Linked DNA regions of Ovis aries: region 2 is linked to region 1. Evidence: chromatin contacts called from public Hi-C data. All regions are on one chromosome and are shown on one strand. The core of a region is the stretch at or near the end of the contact, and the rest is flanking DNA. Distances in the headings are between cores, read along the strand shown.

What was found. Hi-C and Micro-C count contacts between places; a contact is called where the count stands out from the background.
Region 2: a Hi-C map of liver shows a contact between it and region 1, with 3 times the contacts expected there. The contact joins the promoter of MAGI3 here to the enhancer-like site in region 1. A contact is called at or near these places in 3 of 16 Hi-C or Micro-C datasets (liver and tail adipose tissue).

The regions. Positions count from the first base shown.
Region 1 is chr1:90,535,312-90,538,262 of ARS-UI_Ramb_v3.0, forward strand. No RefSeq gene overlaps it. Among named protein-coding and RNA genes, the nearest start is that of LRIG2, 72 kb to the left of the region's middle. Within about 2 kb of position 1,445, at least 19 of the 54 cell types and tissues checked have an H3K27ac peak or open chromatin away from gene starts, as enhancers often do. A contact at or near this core is called in liver, where this site is marked.
Region 2 is chr1:90,752,309-90,755,259 of ARS-UI_Ramb_v3.0, forward strand. MAGI3 (membrane associated guanylate kinase, WW and PDZ domain containing 3) reads left to right here and starts at 1,569. Exons shown (of 21, transcript XM_060412922.1): 1 at 1,569-2,404. The coding sequence starts at 2,089. It overlaps LOC105609244 (a long non-coding RNA gene), which reads right to left and starts at 1,272. Exons shown (of 7, transcript XR_009599963.1): 1 at 1,150-1,272; 2 at 659-948.

The DNA of each region.
Region 1 (2,951 bases), core at 195-2,694:
TTTTAGCCTCTGTTTCTTTCTCCAAAAGACAGCAATGATAACACTACTCATCTCAGGATCTCCCATCAAGATTGCTGTGAGCACTGAGTGAATTGTTGCTACCAGGAGAAGCAAACTAGCATGTGTGTGTGTTCAGTTGCTCAGTCTTGTCCAACTCTTTGTGACCCCATGACTGAAGCCCACCAGGCTCCTCTGTCCATGGAATTGTCCAGGCAAGAATACTGGAGTGGGTTGCCATTACCTCCTCCAGGGGATCTTCCTGACCCAGAGGACTGAACCCAAGTCTTTTGCATCTCCTGCATTGGTAGGCAGATTTTTTACCACTGTACCACCTGGGAATTCAGTTCATCCACCTTAGTTGAGAGTATAGGTGAAGGGAAATTTCAACTTCACTTTCTCTGGCTCCTTCAGCCAGTCAGCGGACTGCACTTTATCCATGACAAACAACTATAGCTTTTTAAAAATAGATTCAAAACATCATTCTAGTTTGCCTAAGGCTCCTCAGCGTTTACCCCATGTTTGAATTGTCCTTGGTGTGAAGAACGACCAGAAGCTTCTTGCAGGCAAAGATGCCCAGAAGCTCTGTGGGCATTCCATGGATACTAAACATAGTGCTATCTCCAAGCAGCATCAACTAGGACACTTTGATGGATAATGGGAGCTTGAATATTTTATGTATCTTGTTTTCCAATTATATTTGAGTTCAAAAAGCTTAGTAGTAGTAGGAAACTAAATTGCAGGTCTGGCAAAAGATTGAAGAGAAAAACCTAAAGTAAGAGTGTTTAAAAAAGGGATCCTTGCTCAGTTTGGGAGCTTTGGCTTACTTTTCTTGATACTCTACTACCATCTGGCTTGGATTTTCTTTAGAAAAAAAAAAAAAACTCTGTGCTGATTTTGAAGTATTGGCTTATCTTTGATGCCTCTGTAGATTCATCCAGCTACTTCTGAGTAAATGGCCCACGATAAATGTGTGTTCATGCTCAGCGTAGGGTAGCTGCTCCCAGAAATGTAAGCAGCATCAGCAAACTCTTCCTAAGAGGAGGGCTCATCTGCTGAAAAACTATTTTCCCAAGCTAGACAGAGAGTCTAAACTTTAGGGTAGGAGAGGAGGAGCAGATGGACTGGGGTCTAGGCTGCAGGGCAAACTGGAAGGTTTTCTTGGCCTGTTTGCTCTTCAGATCTAGAGTTTAGAGTATGAGATACAGTGACATTCTCACACTGGTCTCTAGTCATAGAGGAAACCCTGTCCCGTGAGAAGCTGAGACATTTTAGCCCTTGATTATCTCATCAGCAAGTGACAGGGGGCCTGGTGGAGGAATGATGGGGTCCTCTTGCCTGTCATCACTTGCCGTTTTCTTGCTTTTTAGTCCTTTGAACATTTCTTTTCCACCTCTTCCGGGCGGAGGCAAATGGTGAGAACCCACACAATCGTTTGAGCTAGAGCTGACCTCTAGGTGGCGCGTTAGCACAGAGAATGGTAGTAACTGGCGTCACCTAGGGCCTGTGTTTCTTGAAGATATTCATTATATAAGGGGATTCGTGGGAATCGGGCTTCATGGGATGCACAATAGCGGGGTGACCTGGCCTTTGTCACATTCAAGCTACGACCCAGAAGAGGTCGTTGGTGGAGCAATGCCGCAAAAGCACCTAGTCCCAGGCAACATCACACGGGTCTAAGTTCCTGCCGGGCAGAGCCCAGAGAAGCTCGGCCAGGTTGCAGGGTTTGAGTTCAGCCTGCTGGGACAGCGACTCAAGGGCTTCAGGTTTGGTCCCCTCACATCCAGGAGGCCTCACTCAGGTTTCCAGCCTCAAACTGAGCACTCTTGGTCAGCTGCCTGCCCAAGGTCTCCAGACATTGCAGACAGTTCCCGGGTTACAGCCCTTCCCTCCTCCCTGCACACCTCATTCTCACCCTCTGTTGTTTACCAAGCACTTTTCGCGGTGTGATCTCACTTGCTGCTTACTGACTCCCAGTGAGGAGGGGCAGGGTGCAGCCCTCCAGAGTGGGGCCTTCCCTGAGACCCCTTTCCCTGTCTGTCTCTGCCAGTAAATAAATCTTTGGGGGCCAACTACCGAATCCAACTTGGTGATTTCAAAGTTTAGCATGTGGTACTTCACACAGAGAGGTGCTCAAAATTGTTTACTGAATGAATATTTACAGTTGAAGAAACCAAATCAAGGGACAGTAGTAGAGTCCAGTGCAGAGAGCAGGGTTTCAGGCTCCTAGGACCAGCAACATTGCTGCACTACTAATTACATCACATGCTTTTCTAGTAAAAAATATAGGTTGCTTTTACAGGGACCCATGCAGATCTGTCTCCATGTCTGGCGTTAAAGAACATGAACACTATAATCTGGCTCAGGCCCTGGAGCCCCAGTCGACCATCTGTCAAGGGCACACCAGCAGATCTGAGTGAGTCTGGAGGAGTGACTGGCCTTTGTGTGTCCTTCCTTAGAAGCGTGAGGGCATGCTAGGCTCTCTGAGCTTCCCATCTATCAAAACCCTTCTGTCAGGAATTCCCTGGCAGTCCAATGGTTAGACCTCCACTCTCTTACTTCGGAGGGCCGAGATTCAATCCTTGGTTGGGGAACTAAGATTCTGTAAGTTGCACAGCGCAGCCAAAACAAACCAACAACAGCAAAACAAAACAAAAACCACCTATTTTTGGCTGTGTCAGGTCTTAGTTGAGGCACGTGGGGTCTTTGTTCTGTCATGAGAGATCTTCCATTGCGGCACATGGACCCTCTAGTTGTGGCCAACGTGTGGGCCTAGTTGCTCCATAGTATGTGGAATCTTAGTCCCCAGACCAGGGATTAAACCGGTGTCCCTTGCATTGCAAGATGAATTCTTTACTGGGAAACCAGGGAAGTCCCCAAAACTTCTATCTCTGACTGACAGAATATCTTTGGGTCAGAAACTCCATCCAGTTATTATCCACCCCATCCCACTC
Region 2 (2,951 bases), core at 319-2,818, 220 kb after region 1:
GCCAGTCTATCTGAGAAGTGGTGAGATTGTGGAGTTATTCATAGTTTAAATAAGGGCTTTCCCCAACCATCAAAGGAAGACAGGAGACTATATAAATGTCTTACTGCAGAAGTGAAAGTATCCTAGTTCAGAGGAAACACTTTCCACCTGAGGACAAGGTGACCTGGAAGAGATGGCATTTGGGCTGAGGATGGATAGGATTGTTTTAAATAAAAAGACAGGGGAGAGTGTGAGCCAAATCAGGGAGGAGAGAAAGCTTAAGAAGAGGTGGTGAAAAATTAGTGCTGGATGGGCCTAACATGTCCTTTATTCACTGTAAGTTCTCTCTCCACCTCCTTTACAGGTGAGTGAACTTGAAACTGAGATTTGGTCAAGGTCAGATAGCAAGTAAGTAGCATGCCAGGATGCCAGCCCAGGTTTGCTAGCTGGTTCCTAATCCACATTATAGCCCATCTTCCTCCTCCACCCCCGCCCTGCCCCCGCCCCCTCCGCCTCCTCCCCCTCCCGCCCCCAGCAGGCTTGTCAGTCTCTTCTACTAGCCTGTGATCTCCTTGAGAACAGGACTTGCGTTTTCCTCACTCTTGAACCTCAGTATTCTAGCACAATGGTAAGAAGTACCTACTCCCTGCCAGGCACTATACTGATATTTTATAGGTACCTCATGTAATCTTTACAACAACTTCAGTTCAGTCGCTCAGTCGTGTCCGACAGTTTGTGACCCCATGGACTGCAGCACGCCAGGCTTCCCTGTCCATCACCAACTCCTGGAGCTTGCTCAAACTCTTGTACAACAACTTGGGAGGGTATAATTATCTCCACTTATCAGCCGAAGATGCTGTGGCTCAGAGAGGTTGTCCAATTTGAGGTCACACAGCGGTATGCAGGACTCTGTATTACCTTCCATCAACCAGACTCCGGAGTCTTTGCCTCAAAGGATAATAACTTTTGCTGAAGAAATGAACGAACGAGAAACGTTGACTCACTTTAAGTGGTCGGCTGTAACTGGCTACCCCGAGGCTCTGCCACCTCTGTCCTCGGACTCAGCACAACGCCTGCCCTCCAAAGTACCCCAGCTAGTCTCAGTGCCCCGAGAAGACAGGCGCCCAGGCTCCGCCCCTACCCCACCCAGCCCTCCAGCCATGCCTCCACCTCGGGGAGTTCGGCAGCTCTTCTATCCAAGTTTTTTCCTTGCTAGGGCCGCCGCACCGAGGGCCTCTCTCGGCCCTGCGTTCTGGAGCCAGTCCCACTCCCCTGCCCCTCCTTGCTCTCCCTGACTCTTGAAACTTTCTTCCACCCTCTTTAAACTTCAGTCATCCTAGTGCCCGCCTCCTTCACTTCCATCAGCCAATCGGTGGTTAGCATTCTCGTCGGGGATCCGCCCGCTTTCCTCCCAGGGCCAATCTTCAACGAGGGTGTCGAGTGCTTGGGCTCCTTCCCAAGCGCCTGGCCCGTGACGGCAGCGCGCCGGGCGCCGCGCGGCGGGAGGGGGCGGGGCTCTGGATGAGGGATGGGCGAGGGCGGGGGGAAGGGAAGAGGGAGGAGGAGGAGGTTGCGGCGGGTTTGAAAGCGGCAGTTTCCTGGCAGCTTGGGCAGGCGTTGGTCTCCGTGATCCAGCTCCGCAGCGGCCACGATCGATCCTGCGACGGGTCTACGCGCGCTTCTGCTCGCCCCCGACGGATTTTTCCCGGTTCCGGCTCTCCCGCTTCACCTCCCCGCCCCCCTGCTTCTGCCTTTCCCGCCGCTCCCGCGCGGAGCCTGGGGGCCAGCCGTCGGCTGTGACCCCGCCCGAAACCCCTCTGGAGCCGCCTGGGGACAATCCCCTTTTCCTTTCTTCAGCCTAACCCGGGTGGCCCTCGCGGAGCCCGGTCAGACCCGGAGATCGCCGCCGGGAGAGGTGTCCGAGGGGCGTCTTGGGGTTCGGAGCGGCCCGGCCCCCAGCGGGCTGTGGTCGGCGAGGGGGACGCCGGAGCGGCGAGGCCCCCCTCGCCGGGCTGCGCGGGCCGCCCGGGGCCCCCAGGCTGAGAGGGGGCCAGAGCGGCGCCCCCGCCGCCCGCGCGGGGTCTCCCCCATGGTGCAGCGGGGTTCGTGATGTCGAAGACGTTGAAGAAGAAGAAGCACTGGCTCAGCAAGGTGCAGGAGTGCGCGGTGTCCTGGGCCGGGGCCCCGGGCGACTTGGGCGCTGAGATCCGGGGAGGTGCGGAGCGTGGCGAGTTCCCCTACCTGGGGCGGCTCCGCGAGGACCCCGGCGGGGGCACCTGCTGCGTCGTCTCGGGCAAGGCGCCCAGCCCCGGGGATGTGCTGCTGGAGGTGAACGGGACGCCTGTCAGCGGGCTCACCAACCGGGACACCCTGGCTGTCATTCGCCACTTCCGCGAGCCCATCCGTCTCAAGACTGTGAAGCCAGGTACGCCGGCCCTGTCTTTCTGTTGCGGAGTGGGGGGAGTCCGGGGTGGGTGTCTGAGGAGCGGCAGCCCCACCCCACCGCTTATCATCCAGGGTAACCCTGAACCTCCAGGGTGTGCCGGACTCCCTGTCAACGGGGAGGGGTGGCGGTGCTGATTCCCATTTTGCGGGTAGGAAAACTGAGCTCTGGCTTGGGCGGGCTGCTCTGCTAGCTGTCACAGGATTGCCACCAGAAGCTGGGTTTCCTTAGTTCGTAGCTCCATCTCCCGCCGCAGTTTTTGACTAGAGGAAAACCCAGCGTTTTTCTGTTCTCCTTTGTGGACGAGGTTCTCAGGATTGTAGCATATTCTTTGGAACAGTCTTAATGCATTTTCTTATAGAGGAAAAGATCTTTATTGCTAAGGCACTTGGTGCCAAGGTTACCGCCTAGTGTACCTGAGAGAGCTTAGCTGCTTCAGTGTTTCTTGTACACTAGCAACACCTCGGAGCTGACAGCCTAACTCTTGTCAGCTCAGGTGGTTCAGGTGTCTGTGCACCGACGGTGTACA